Regions from separate parts of the Mus musculus genome. Here region 2 is linked to region 1. A link is a contact called in public promoter capture Hi-C data. All regions are on one chromosome and are shown on one strand. The core of a region is the stretch at or near the end of the contact, and the rest is flanking DNA. Distances in the headings are between cores, read along the strand shown. Region 1 holds the start of Sh2d1b2 (SH2 domain containing 1B2). Region 2 has its middle 22 kb from the start of Nos1ap.

The links. Promoter capture Hi-C pulls out the DNA fragments that hold promoters and counts their contacts.
Region 2: a promoter capture Hi-C map of trophoblast stem cells shows a contact between it and region 1, with 2.9 times the contacts expected there. The contact joins the enhancer-like site here to the promoter of Sh2d1b2 in region 1. A contact is called at or near these places in 24 of 39 promoter capture datasets (the 3T3-L1 cell line, 3T3-L1-derived adipocytes, the C10 cell line and 15 more), 2 of 15 datasets of contacts at CTCF or cohesin (the NIH/3T3 cell line and pro-B cells), 82 of 484 Hi-C or Micro-C datasets (3T3-L1-derived adipocytes, the AML12 cell line, the AtT-20 cell line and 49 more), 6 of 115 datasets of contacts at active chromatin or transcription factors (bone marrow-derived dendritic cells, differentiating embryonic stem cells, embryonic stem cells and 1 more) and 4 of 9 other capture datasets (adipose tissue, embryonic stem cells, liver and 1 more).

Annotation. Positions count from the first base shown.
Region 1 is chr1:170,228,185-170,235,808 of GRCm38.p6, forward strand. It overlaps Sh2d1b2 (SH2 domain containing 1B2), which reads left to right and starts at 4,687. Exons shown (of 4, transcript NM_001033499.1): 1 at 4,687-4,820. The coding sequence starts at 4,687.
Region 2 is chr1:170,608,098-170,615,721 of GRCm38.p6, forward strand. No RefSeq gene overlaps it. Among named protein-coding and RNA genes, the nearest start is that of Nos1ap, 22 kb to the left of the region's middle. Within about 2 kb of position 4,219, at least 18 of the 459 cell types and tissues checked have an H3K27ac peak or open chromatin away from gene starts, as enhancers often do. A contact at or near this core is called in cerebral cortex, stem cell-derived neural stem cells and trophoblast stem cells, where this site is marked.

The sequences.
Region 1 (7,624 bases), core at 3,437-5,936:
AAAGGCATGTGCCTAGTGGCTTTTTTTTTTTTTAAACATAGAATCTCAAAAAGAAACATTACTCCATGAACAGAAAAATATTTTAAAGAATTATACTATATTTAATTATGTGTTTGTGTGGGGTCTGGAGTTATAATCATGACTCTTACTTAGCTGTGGATCCTATGAGATAAAATGATGACCAGCCCAGGAAGATAATGCCCACTGGTGCAACACATGACATAGAAGTAACCAACACGACTTCTGATTGGAATTAAGTCTCACTACACTAGTTGAAATTGTAACATGCCCCTGGACCTTAGTAGGCCACCTGGCCTTAGCAAACTGACGTCACGATGAAAATGTCATCCAGGAGCTAAAACTCATAATATAGGCACTGCTACGTGCTGAGACAGTGGCTCTCAACCTTTCTAATGCTGTGACCCTCTAATACAGTTACTCATGTTGTGAGACTCCCCAGACATAAAATATTTCTATTGCTACTACATGATCATGGTTTTGCTACTCTTATGAATCATAATGTGAATATCTGATGTGTGACCCACAGCACACAAGGTTGAGAACCACTGCTCCAGAATGAATAAAGATCTAACCCATCAAAGTCCACAGATCTAGTGAAGTCTCCAAAAGGTACTAACCTTGCCTACTGCCCTCTGCGGTTCTGCTTCAAGCTAGCTGCTCTTGCTAAGGTGTGTTAAACTAGGATGTGGGTTTGTGCTTAAAAGGTCACCCCAAAACACTCAAGGATACACTGGGATCTCAAATACCCAGTGTAATTGCTGGCCCACTAATAAAGACTTTCTTTTTTTTTTTTTTTTTTTTTTTTTTTTTTTACTCTTATAAGGACAACATTTAATAGGGGCTGGCTTCCAGGTTCAGAGGTTCAGTCCATTATCATCAAGGCCGGAAGCATGGCAGCATCCAGGCAGGCATGATGCAGGAGGAGTAGAGAGTTCTACATCTTCATCTGAAGGCTGATAGCAGAATACTGGCTTCCAGGTAGCTAGGATGAGGGTCTTAAAACCCACACCCATGGTGACACACCTACTCCAAGAGGGACATACATACTCCAACAAGGCCACATCTTCTAATAGTGCCACTCCCTGGGCAAGCATATTTAAACTGTAACAAGCTCTATCTTCTAATACTTTTGCTTAGGCTATTCAAAGGCATTATCCCTGCTGATCAGCCAAGCCAGAAGTCTAGCCATACCATCTCTGCACACGTTTGAGCTAACAGGAGGATAAGGGGGAAAAGCACTCAGTACAGAAAGTGTCATCATCTCCAGCTTGTGATTTCCTGTCTCAGCTACACATGAGCAAGGCACAGCCTGGGGTAGAGGACTCACAGTGTGTCCCCAGAACTGTGAGCATAAGGAGACATTGCATCTGGTGGTTAGTGATGCCAGCAACTGACAGAGCATGCAATTATGCATTAATTTTCCCTAGGAGAGAAAGAAGAAATGCAACAAAAAGAAATCTAGACTTGCATTGCACAAGTTCAATCAATACACATTCCAAACATGTATACAGAGCATTAGTCTGTATCTGTCTCCCTTGCCAAGGGAATCAATCAAAGAACACCACAGGGCTTTTTGAGGAATACACTAAGAGCCCAGAACCGTTTCCTCCAGTGTACATCTGTGGAAGATCTGGGGCCTTGGGAATTCCCTCTGCTGTGAAAGTTACCGATACTTCTAAATCTCCTTTGTATTGGGATGTTTGGATACACAGATCTACTGCAAGGCACTGAAGCAATAATTAAGTCAATAAATGGGCCAGAAGTTGGGCATTGTTTTTGTCCAAGGTTTTACTAAGAACAACACAGAGACTAGGCAAAGGACAACTAGTTTAAGTAGGAGCTATCAACAATGAGTGAGGCCATCACAATCATTCAAAGACTAAGGACAGAAACAGAGCTAGCTGTATGAGCATTAGTCTGGAGTCCCTGGAGATAACTCATTACTCAGTTTCATTCTCAATTCAACAATTTTCTTGCAGTTATTATGTAAATGAAGATCACCCAAGATAGAGTAGGTGCTGGCTGTTTGTTCCCAGCTCGCTATGCCTTGGGAGGCAGCATAATCTCCATTATGTCTGCTATGGCAAAGTGTTGAGAGAAGGTTGGGAATGGGAACACTGAACAGTGGAAATAGAGAAGGGCAGGATTGGAAGCCTTTGTCACCAGGAAGATGAAGGTGGTAGCTTTAAGCAGAGTTCCTACGTGAATGGATTGTGGAACATATTGGCCTGTTCTGATTGATCTTAAGTTGGGAAGCACTGACAAAAAAATAGAGAAACTGGACTTGTCAATCAAATCGTGGCCAGATGAGACAGATTTTTCTTAGGCTTCTTGAAATGTTCACTAGAGACATTTGGGTGACATGACAGAGCAGGCTGGCTTCCTGAGTGGATGGGAAGGTATCATCTGGCTGTTACAGTACCAGACTCACAGTTCTACCTTGATTTATGGTTCAATCACCGTCTTCCTCTTAAGCATGAAGTCTTGGAGAGTGTTCCCTCTGAGTCTCCTGAGCACGAGGTCTTGGACAGTGCTCCCTCTGAGTCTCCTGAGCATGAGGTCATGGAGGGTGCTTTCTCTGAGTCTCCTGAGCACGAGGTCGTTGAGGGTGCTCCATCTGAGTCTCCTGAGCACGAGGTCGTGGAGGGTGCTCCATCTAAGTCTCCTGAGCACGAGGTCGTGGAGGGTGAGCCCTCTAAGTCTCCTGAGCACCAGGTCCTGAAGGGTGCTCCCTCTGAGTCTCTTGAGCATGAAAATCCAGGAGGGTGCTCCCTCTGAGTCTCCTGAGCATGAGGTCCTGGAGGGTGCTCCCTCTTAGTGTCCTGCGCACGAAGTCCTGGAGGGTGCTCCCTCTGAGTATCCTGACCACGAGGTCCTGGAGTGTGCTCCCTCTGAGTCTCTCTAGCACGAGGTCCTGGAGGGTGCTCCCTCTGAGTCTCTCTAGCACGAGGTCCTGGAGGGTGCTCCCTCCGAGTCTCTCTAGCACGAGGTCCTGGAGGGTGCTCCCTCTGAGTCTCCTGACCACGAGGTCCTGGAGGGTGCTTCCTCTGAGTCTCTCTAGTACCAAGTCCTGGAGGGTGCTCCCTCTGAGTCTCCTGATTATGAGGTCCTGGAAGGTGCTCCCTCTGAGTCTCCTGATCACGAGGTCCTGGAGGGTGCTCCCTCTTAGTGTCCTGAGCACGAGGCCCTGGAGGGTGCTCCCTCTGAGTCTCTTGAGCACGAGGTCCTGGAGGGTGCTCCCTCTTAGTATCCTGAGCACGAGGTCCTGAAGGGTGCTCCCTTTGAGTCTCCTGACCACGAGGTCCTGGAGGGTGCTCCCTCTTAGTATCCTGAGCACGAGGTCCTGGAGGGTGCTCCCTCTGAGTCTCCTGAGCACGAGGTCCTTGAGGGTGCTCCCTCTGAGTCTCCTGAGCATGACATCCTGCAGGGTGCTCCCTCTCTGCCCAATCTCAGTCCAACTTTTCCCACGCATTTTACTAATGGTCCACTGAGTAAAAGAAACCATTGGGCAGGAACTGGGACTGCAAGCTTCAAGTCAGCAAGGAAGGTGAGCAATTAAAAAGTTTGGCCAAAACAGTGCTCAGTTAAGAATAATTTAAAGACATTTAATGTAAGTAACTTAAAAGTTGATGCTCTTATTAAACATTTTTAAAAAGTAAAGTAATTAAAATTAAACGGTATAATTGGGGAGTCGCACCGATCAGTACAAATGATAAATCTTGTCAGGTCTGTCTGTGCTAATTAACTGTGGTTCTGAGGTTTGTTACCGGTTACCGGTAGAATTCTGTGTCTTTAAAGGTTAAAGTGCTTTGTTCTCTTCTGCTGTGATGGGCTTCCAGTCAAGCCTGCAGTCCAACTCCCAACAATGGTCAGTAGCAGCTGTAGAATGGAAGTCCAAGGATCTAGCAGTTGCTCAGTCTCACACGGGAAGCAGGCAAAGGAGAGAGAGCCTAATAAAGACTTTCTATCAGTTTAAAACCATATCCAAGTAGTCTTCTATGATGGATGCTCCCAAAACAGAGATTCATTCTTGATAGTGCTATTGGGGCTAAGAACCCATGGCTAGAGAGGTTCTTGTACTTAGGGAAGGACATAGGACTATTACTTTGTTAAATGAACATGGTATTAAACCTAAGAACTTATTACTATTGTATCCACAGAGCAGGGCATTTCTCAACCTTCATTAGGGAAGCTTACTTTTGAATAGATGGCCATTAATGCAGAGCACGATCAGAAAAAGCCCAAGCAGAAATGGATACCTAGTGCAGCAGGGTTAGTGGTATGGCCCCTAGGAAGCACACTAGTAGCCAGAAGGGGTGAAAATCTGTACGAGATATGCTGTAACCTGGCCCTAGGAAGCTTGACTTTAGTGCTGCTGCTACAGCCACAAACAGCACTGACTCAGGTAGAAGGTATACTCGCTCACTTGTGTGAATCATATTCGAACCACCTACCTCTAGGCTGAAGTGTCATGGTCACTCCATCTCCCTCCCTTCTCATTTCCTGAGTCGTGTAAAGCTCACTGACCCCACAGAGCAGCCTCATTTGTTTAGACCACAGTGGAGGAACAGACCTTCCACTCCTCTTCACTTCCCTCATCACAGCGCCTCCTTGGCCTGGGACTGATCTCAGGGTGACAGGGCGGTTTAAACATAACAACCCTCCATGGATCTGCCTTACTACCATGGCTGCCTGACCAAGCGAGAGTGTGAAGCCCTGCTCCTCAAGGGAGGTGTGGATGGCAACTTTCTGATAAGAGACAGCGAGTCTGTGCCAGGAGCCCTGTGCCTCTGTGTCTCGTGAGTATCCTCATCTTCATGCAGTTGAACCCTGATGGCAGCCATATGCTCAGGGAATTGTATCTCATTCTACTTTGGAATAGTAATGGGCCAGGCACTGCCAGGAGAGGACAGAAGGATATCCCTGCCCAGCTCTTCTGCTGGCCTTCCTCTCTCAGTTGTGCATGCCACATGAGCAGAGTCTGAGACAACAGAAGAGGGTAGACAAGGAAGGAAGGAGAGAAGGTGATGGGGAGAAAGAACGGACAGAGCAGCATCTTCTCTGCATGCCTCTTTATGTGATGTGGAGAAGGCCGGGGGCGGGGGCCGAGGGGGGGGCTTTACTATTGCATGAAAGGTTGGTTGGCTGCATTCACTTGCAGTATTTAAAATGCTAAGATTTCATATGCTTTCAGGTTGGTAAAGGGCTTTACCAAACTGCATTTCCTCATTTCTTTTTATCCTTTTTGTGCTCTCGTGAGACAAGCAGGATCCATTGTCATTTTATAGATGAAGAAATAGAGCAACACTGAATCCTTTATCATGCCTGTTATAGAAACTGAGGAAGACTTTATTCAGGGTCCTCTTGACAGGTGTAGAGATTGATGCAATGGTGACTTTGGTGGGGGAGGGGGAAAGATTGGCTTTAACTCTGAATACAATATGAATAAGTATAAATTAATGGCAAGGAGAAGGATGGGGGTCTGTACATGGAAAAGAACTAAGGGGAAACTTTAAGACAAGGGAAAGTACAGCTAAAATGACCCTGGGATTCTAGCTGAGGAAAGGCCATTTCGATCAGATTTCATCTGGGGGCAGATGAAGAAGCTGACAAGATACAAAGCTTTGGAGCTTCGAGAAAGCTGAATTTTATAAAGAAGTGTACAGGCAGGCCTAGGAGGTTTGGGAGCTTGACTGAAGTCCAGGTGAACAAAGAATCAGTGTTACTGGAGTAGAGTGCTCTTAGATTCTGGAGAAAGGTCAGAAGGCAAAAGTGGTTGTCACTACTAGTTGTGATATAGTGAGGGATCTTTGTTTCCTTACGTGTGGCCAAAGAAACTCCCTCGAGAGAGACAACATTATGTGTATCTTAGCTTTCAATCTGCAAGTGATATTCAGGTGATTGTTTATTTTTTGTTTGTGTTTTTGGTGTGTATCCATTGGTAGTATGTGCCACAGTCATGGTCTCCATGTAGTGATGTTAAGAGGTGGTAGGGTCTTCAAGAGATGGAGCCTAAGTGGAGACCATAGGTCACTGGAACTATTACCCTTGGAAGGATCTTAGGGGACACTTACTTTGTTCTTTCTAAGAGTGTCATTATCAAAGGAATTAGAATGGCCCTACTATTTCTCCATGTGGCCTTCCCCTCTCTACATTATGACAGCTGCCACCATAAGATACAGCCAAGTGGAGCCTCACCTCACCCGGGGCCATACTGGGCAGATGAGTGACAAGTGCTGGGATTCAGAACTTAAAGCTGATGAGGAGTAAGTCCCAAAGCTGGGAAGTTAGAGTGCTAAACCATTTCAGCTCTGGGTGGGAGATGGGGAGGAACTACTTATGGTGGAGTGCAGGGCAATATAAAAAGTGCAAGGGCGATCCCAGAGACAGCACACATCTTGGCCAGCATCCCAGATACAAGGTCTACTTTGAGGTGCTCTTTAATCTTTTTTTTTTTTTTTTTTTTGAGACAGGGTTTCTCTGTATAGCCCTGGCTGTCCTGGAACTCACTCTGTAGACCAGGCTGGCCTCGAACTCAGAAATCTGCCTGCCTCTGCCTCCCGAGTGCTGGGATTAAAGGCATGCGCCACCACGCCCGGCTCTTTAATCTTGATATTTATTTTTACCTTAATTGAGTTGTGTCAGCCCAGCACGTATATTCATGTAAAGCAACCATCACTTGGATTGTTTTTAAAAAAACAAAGATAAAACCAAGTCAAATGAGAAAGGTCTAAGTATTTGTTGAGCACTTTCACAGGACCAAACTCTTCATATATTATCATATGCTTTGACTTTATCACCCCAGGGCTACTGAAATATGTTCTGGGTAGTCACCTCAGAAATATGTTATACAGTGCCCAAGGGAGGAACCTGAGCCGTGACTTTTCCCTCATATCCAGAATCCTGCCATCCTCCTTGGCAGAGACAAGCCCTTTCTTTGCTGCAGTATTTGGATTTCTGAGCTGTCCCAGAGGCAATGAATAAAGAATAAGACTTTAGAGATAAATGAGAGAAGTCAGGAGTGGTGGTTCATGTTTGTAAACCTCACAGTTTGGGTTGCTAACCTAGGCTATAGAGTAAGGTTCTGTCTCAAAATTCCAAAAGGGAAGGAAGGAAGGAAGGAAGGAAGGAAGGAAGGAAGGAAGGAAGGAAGGAAGGAAGGAAGGAAGGAAGGAATATGAGAACAGGATAAGGAACCAATGAAAAGGGAGGGAAGCTTCAGAGAATGTCTACCTTGCAGCTTGAAGCGAGAGCGACCACGAGCAGGAAAGGGCATCTGAGCTAGAAAACCTCAATGTGTGAAGTGTGTGTGTAATGTGTGACTTTCTGAAAATGAGGAAATTGAAACTGGGTCTGCCTTTGCAACCTAGAGAGTCCAGACAGGATAGATGTTAGCAGGTAAAAAGGCTCCATCCCTGGGAAGAGTCCATCAAGAGAAGGCTAGACTTTCTGTAGCCACTGAGAGGCTGTAGGTACCGTATGCAATGGGAGGAATTGAGGCAATGCCTTTCTGTCACCAGAGACTCATTTGCAGCTCCCAAATTCTGAGAAGGAGTGGCAAAGAGTTCAGAAAGGAAAAACAGTAACCCGAACAATCCATATT
Region 2 (7,624 bases), core at 2,969-5,468, 380 kb after region 1:
ATTTCTGGCCACATGGTCAGTCGATATTTGCTAGTTGCTAACTCTGTACTGGACAATAAAAAAATAGATGAAATAATTTCTCTTCTCAAGAAATTCACCTTGATCTAAACAAGGAGTTAACACTGACCTCACAGCCCCAGAATAGCAGTGCATGCCTGTAATCCCAACCTAGGAAACTGAGGCAAGACAATGCCATGAGTTCAAGGCCAGCCAGGGCTACATAGCAAAACCCTCTCTAAATGACCAGACAGGACTGGTATGCAGGTATTTACATGGTACAGAAATAAAACAGAAAAACTAAGGGGTCAAAGTGACTCCAGAAACTAAAGAATAGGTGAGGTATTCTGTGTGGCAGCTAGAGGTGGGGGTGGGGGATGTAGAACCAGGGAAAGTGTCACGAAGGATGCAGTATTTGAGCCCAGCACTGAGGAATTCTATTACTTTCATAAGCAAGAACAGAAAAGATCATTCTGGACAGAGAGCAGAGCCAATCAGGCTGCTGCTATTGGTCCATGTGCTTGAGACCAGAACCTCCTCTCCAAATGCATGTTGACTTTTGCTCTACCAGCTGAGTCCTGTTCAGTTGTCCAGTGAGCTCTTGGGCCTTTCCCAAATTAACTCCAGGACCTTAAGCATAGAGGTTTAGGAGGACATGAGCCAGGCTTCACGCCTCTCCTGAACTCAGACCTCTGTCCTATGACTATACATCTCTGGCCAGAAAGGAAGAGCACTCCACAAAGGCCTTCCCTCTCCTGTTACAGCCGTTAGAGAGAAAGAGAAAGGAAAATGTTGTTCCTCATTTTGAGATCATACAGAAAAAATGATAAAGTCTAACTTGTCCATGGGATTGTTTCTGCATTTGCTCATGTAGAGATACTCACTAGATATACTGTACACAAATATAGTTATAGACATATACAATGGAGAGACAAGCAGACAGACAGACAGACACACATGCACACACACACACATGACTCCAACAGCAAATATCTATAAGAAGATAAATGTAATATGTTGTATATACATGATTAATTAACCCTAAAAAGAAAATAATTCCTGGGGCTGGGGAGACCGTTTCTGTTCCAGAGGAGCCAGGTTCAGTTCCCAGCACCCACATGGTGGCTCACAAGCATCTGCAATCCCAGTGCCAGGGGATCTGACTCCTCTTCTGACCTCTGTGACCTCTGACCAGGCATGGGTGGGGTACACTGAAGTACATGCAGGCAAAACAACCTTACACATAAACACAAAACAAAATAATGAGAGAAAAGATAAGAAAATGAAGATAACTCTTAGCTGGGAGTGGGGGTGCAGATCTAACACTCCGGCGCTCAAGAGCAGGAGATAAGAGGATCATTGCAGGTTCAAGAGCAGCCTGCTCTATATAGCAACTTAGGTATGTTTCCAAGCCAGCTAGTGCTGCATGGTGAAGTCCTTTTAGGTGTCCAAAACCTAAAAAAGCATAGAAAGAAAGAAAGAAAGAAAGAAAGAAAGAAAGAAAGAAAGAAAGAAAGAAAGAAAGAAAGAAAGAAAGGAAGGAAGGAAGGAAGGAAGGAAGGAAGGAAGGAAGGAAGGAAGGAAGGAAGGAAGGAAGGAAGGAAGGAAGAAAGAAAGAAAGAAAGAAAGAAAGAAAGAAAGAAAGAAAGAAAGAAAGAAAGAAAGAAAGAAAGAAAGAAAGAAAGAAAGAGGGAGGGAGGGAGGGAGGGAGGGAGGGAGGGAGGAACTCAACACCTGGATAAACCTTGGGGATGCTAGATATTAAACTAGGTACTTGGGTACTTGACAATGGCAAGCAAGCAGCCAGCACCATTTTGGAGCGGGTTAGTCTGTGGCTTCTGGCTGTATCGAAGCATAACACAAGCATCACTTCAAGTGCCTGTCTGTGGTCTGTGGAGAACACATGTTTCTGCTAACCCTGTCAGGACGGAGGGTGTTTGTGGCGAAGAGGCAGAACCCGGGCCAGGAGCACACTGAACTTGCAGAGCTCAAGGGCTGGAGAGTGGGCTGAGTCTGGGGCCTGAGATGGGGAGGACCGCATCTTCTGCCTCTTTGCTTGTTGGAACCACGGTCTTGCACTCACTGCCCCTGGCCCCAACACACAACTGAAGGCCAGATCCTTGGGAGTTTTGTGCCATGCTGGGAGAACTTTAGCAGAGTAGATTTCCTTTCCCCCTTCCTTTCTCCCTCTTGATTAACATGAATCTGATCTTCCAAAGAAGGAAACGGCTGCTAAGATGAATTTTGTTAAGTATATTTTACCAAAATAAATGTTTTAAAACAATGACATCATGCATTACTTATAAGTATGTATCACATTTCTTATCACGTTGTGAGCTCCTAACAGACACTTGCTGTCCAAGGCCCATCATGACTGCATTAGTGGTGCACTTAGATAAGAGGGCCCGCCCAGGACCTGGAGATGGAGCCCAGTGACTGAGTGTTAACCTCATGCATGCAAGAAGGGTCACCCAGACTTTCAGAGATGTATTTTAGGGCTCAGGATGTGGCTCAGTTGACAGAGTGCTTACCAAGCATGTCCCTGGGTTCCAATCCAATTTAAACCTGGCATAGTAGCCCAAGACTGTAACCTAGTCCTGGGAGGTAGAGACAGATAATCATGAGTAAGGTTATCTTCATCTACATAACAAGTCCAAGACCACTGGACCACAAGATCCTTTTTTAGATTGTGCCTCCTACCCCGTGTGCGTACACGCCCCCCCCCCCAAACCAATCAAACAAACAAACCCCAGATGTGGCAATTTGGTAATATAGTCCCAAGGATATCTCTTCCTAGGCCCTGTGACTAGACTTGCCTGTGAGTGACTGTTTCACCTGGTTATTTAACCACAGTATGTAGCTGGGATAGACTGGTATTCTAGGGAGGTATTTGTGGCCTACTGGTTTTCCAGTTACTACTGTTGATTGCCACAAGTGGTAGGAAACCAAACCAGGTAGAAGGAGTTCTCCTGTACAAAATAGAGAACTACAAGCAATATGTGTAGGTCTCCTTCAGCCACACACCACCGCCCCCAGCTTATGACAAAAAGTGATTTCTGCCAGCCAGTTAGAGTACCATACCAGACTGGTGAAGACAGACGCAAGGGTTTAAGCCGCATATAGAGCACTCTTGAGCCTCTTACAACCCCAGTTCTTCAGCACCTGCAGTCACCCATTAGAAGGGGTTCTGGCAACACCTCGGGGTTCTCCAAAACACAGAATGGGAGGAATAATAATTCTGATTCTCTGATACATACCCACTGCTTCTGTCTGTCTTTTAGATCGACTTATGTCCAACCACTTCTTAGAGCATACAAAGTTCTCTTTAATTCATTACCTCGGCTGATCCTCATGAGAAACTTCTGAGGGAGAGGCAATCGTGGTACCCCCCCCACCCCCACCCTCATGTAGACAAGGAAACTGAGGCTCAGGTGGGTTATGAGATTTTCCAAGGTCAGGTAGATGTAACTGTGGGCTCAAGTTTGGAGGCCAGCCCAGCAGGTAGGTAGATGTAATAACAGTGGGGTCAGGGTTGGAGATGAGACACGCCTGTCCACAGGAGCCTGTCCAGGGCTTCCTTTTCCTTAGTCCTCAGGTTCTGTCACCTGCTCTGTAAACTTGCTGTCCTTCCCTTTGTGGGGGGAGCTTTCTGGAAAGAGGACCAGCTATAAAGCCAAGACCAAAGGAAACATAAGTTGCTTCTCTACGGTTCCCCTGGGGAAGCAGGGATGGCTAATCTAGGATGGCAAAGCCTTCTAGAACAGCTCCCAGAGGCCCCATTGACTCCGAGGCTCTCTGAGCAATTTTCTTCTCCCAACATCATTCTTGCTTCACTGCTCCATGGGTCACCTGACATCACTACAAGACAAAATGCCCAATGTTTATGTTGTCCCCAGCATAGTGACAATGAAATCCAGAAGTTCACACCTCCTCTCACCATCTGGTGTATGGCGACCACAGCAGGGAAGACTACCCTCTCTATCACTCTCCACATAGTGTCTTGTGTCCTTTGCAATGGCCTGGATCCCAAGTCCAACCTGCATACTGCTCACTTTGGGACTGTGACCCAGGGCCCCTGCTTGCCGGAACATTCTCTTTTCACAAAAGAGTTTCCTCCATAGCTTGTGCCTCCTTGTTCATTTTCCAGCCTCAGCCAGGGCCAGCCCTTCAGTGCTTGCTTGCTTTCACCTGGCTGACGCATGCAGGAGCAATGCTACTACATACGTGTGTTTTCTCTTCTCACACCAGTGAGTCACTGTGAGGCAGAGCATTGTGTGGGACTCGAGTGTGAAGAGAAAGCTCATCTGAGACAAAGGTCCAGGTTTCAATGGAGCCTGAGTGAGCCCAAAACCCTGCTTATGCTCTGTTTGTTCCACTAAGATCATCCAAGCTTTCCACCCTTAATCTACTGCGTGAGTCTCATTTTCCTTCTTTGTTGCTATAGGCATTATACTTCTAGGCCAGCCATCTTGGTCATAACTTCACATTTCTAGTGACACTGAGATAGTGCCCAAAACAGGTACACTTTCAAAGGCCGCAAGAAGTCAGAATCTGGGCTGGAGAGATGGCTCAGCTTTTAAGAGTACAGACTGCTCTTCCAGAGGTCCTGAGTTCAATTCCCAGCAACTACATGGTGGCTCACAACCATCTGTAATGGGATCCGATGATGCCCTCTTCTGGTGAGTCTGAAGAGACCTACAGTGTACTCATGTACATAAAATAAATAAGTAAATTTAAAAAAATCAGAATCAATGTTGTTGTAATTATTTGCAGGTATTCCAAAATGTTATTATCTTTAAAAATCCATTGGTGCTAGAGATTTGAGCCCAGAACCTTGTGTTTACTAAGCCATCACCACGCCGCTGAGCTGCATCTCTAGACTTCTTTTGATTTTGAGATCGAGTCTTAGCCAAGTTGCCTGGGTCGGCTTTAAGTTTGCAACCTTCCTGCCTCTGTCTACGGAGTAGCTGGAAATGCAGGCCTGTGCCACCAAGCTTGGCTTTCCTTATTACTTGGGGAGTATGAAGCATTAAATGTGGAGAATATTCTTACCACTATCTCATATGGGAAGAGGCTTAAGCCCAGAACACCGGATATAGAACTCAGAGCCACACTCAGCGATGGCGAATGGAAGCTAGAACTCAAGGCTCCTGGGTTCTGTCCCTGTTTGTGTTCCTTGAGGTGATCGCCGGCTGTGAGGACGGCTTCAGAGCTGTACCCTGGCTCTGGTTGCTGACAGCCCGTTGACCACTTCACAGATGCACAGCTGACTGCAGTCTGGCCTCCTTTACAGAGTAAAGCTCTGTAAAGCTGGGCAGTCTCTGGTGCCCTCAAGGGGCAGAACTGAGAAGTGAAGAATTCACACAAGGTCTGTTAGAGCAGTGGGTCTCAGCTTTCTAACGCTGTGGCCCTTTAACACAGTTCCTCAGGCTGTGATGACTCCCAACCATAAAATTATTTTCATTACTACTTCATAATTTTACCACTGTTACGAATCGTAATGTAGATATTTATGTTTTCCGATGGTCTTAGGTGACCCCTGTGAAAGGGTCATTTGACTCCCCCAAATAGCCCACAAGTCGAGAACCACTGATTTAGAAGTGCACTGAGATGTACAGACTTCAGATATGCTTATTCTCAGTGCGTGATGGTTTTTTTTTACTCGAATTTTTTTTATACAATAAAGTTTATTGCATTTTTTAAAGAAATAAAATGATGACTCAGGAAGCTGTGGGGTGCCATGTGTCATCTCCACGGGACTCTCCAAATCCACTCAAGTGACTGTTTTCTTTTTTTTTTTATTACGTATTTTCCTCAATTACATTTCCAATGCTATCCCAAAAGTCCCCCATACTCTCCCCCCCCCACTTTCCTACCCACCCATTCCTATTTTTTTTGGTCCTGGCGTTCCCCTGTACTGGGGCATATACAGTTTGCATGTCCAATGGGCCTCTCTTTCCAGTGATGGCCGACTAGGCCATCTTTTGATACATATGCAGCTAGAGTTAAGAGCTCCGGGGTACTGGTTAGTTCATAATGTTGTTCCACCTATAGGGTTGCAGATCCCTTTAGCTCCTTGGGTACTTTCTCTAGCTCCTCCATTGAGAGCCCTGTGATCCACCCAATAGCTGACTGTGAGCATCCACTTCTGTGTTTGCTAGGCCCCGGCATAGTCTCACAAGAGACAGCTATATCTGGGTCCTTTCAGCAAAATCTTGCTAGTGTATGCAATGGTGTCAGCGTTTGGAAGCTGATTATGGGGTGGATCCCTGGATATGGCAGTCTCTAGATGATCCATCCTTTTGTCTTAGCTCCAAACTTTGTCTCTGTAACTCCTTCCATGGGTGTTTTGTTCCCAATTCTCAGAAGGGGCACAGTGTCCACACTTTGGTCTTCATTCTTCTTGAATTTCATGCGTTTAGCAAATTGTATCTTATATCTTGGGTATCCTAAGTTTTGGGCTAATATCCACTTATCAGTGAGTACATATTGTGTGAGTTCCTTTGTGATTGTGTTACCTCACTCAGGATGATGCCCTCCAGGTCCATCCATTTGCCTAGGAATTTCATAAATTCATTCTTTTTAATAGCTGAGTAGTACTCCATTGTGTAAATGTACCATATTTTCTGTATCCATTCCTCTGTTGAGGGGCATCTGGGTTCTTTCCAGCTTCGGGCTATTATAAATAAGGCTGCTATGAACAAAGTGGAGCATGTGTCCTTCTTACCGGTTGGGACATCTTCTGGATATATGCCCAGGAGAGGTATTGCTGGATCCTCCGGTAGTACTATGTCCAATTTTCTAAGGAACCACCAGACTGATTTCCAGAGTGGTTGTACAAGCTTGTAATCCCACCAACAATGGAAGAGTGTTCCTCTTTCTCCACATCCTCACCAGCATCTGCTGTCACCTGAATTTTTGATCTTAGCCATTCTGACTGGTGTGAGGTGGAATCTCAGGGTTGTTTTGTTTTGCATTTCCCTGATGAATAAGAATGTTGAACATTTTTTCAGGTGCTTCTCTGCCATTCGGTATTCCTCAGGTGAGAATTCTTTGTTCAGTTCTGAGCCCCATGTTTTAATGGGGTTATTTGATTTTCTGGAGTCCACCTTCTTGAGTTCTTTATATATATTGGATATTAGTCCCCTATCTGATTTAGGATAGGTAAAGATCCTTTCCCAATCTGTTGGTGGTCTTTTTGTCTTATTGACGGTGTCTTTTGCCTTGCAGAAGCTTTGCAGTTTCATGAGGTCCTATTTGTCAATTCTTGATTTTACAGCGCAAGCCATTGCTGTTCTATTCAGGAATTTTTCCTCTGTGCCCATATCTTTGAGGCTTTTCCCCACTTTCTCCTCTATAAGTTTCAGTGTCTCTGGTTTTATGTGAAGTTCCTTGATCCACTTAGATTTGACTTTAGTACAAGGAGATAGGAATGGATCGATTCGCATTCTTCTACATGATAACAACCAGTTGTGTCAGCACCATTTGTTGAAAATGCTGTCTTTCTTCCACTGGATGGTTTTAGCTCCCTTGTCGAAGATCAAGTGACCATAGGTGTGTGGGTTCATTTCTGGGTCTTCAATTCTATTCCATTGGTCTACTTGTCTGTCACTGTACCAATACCATG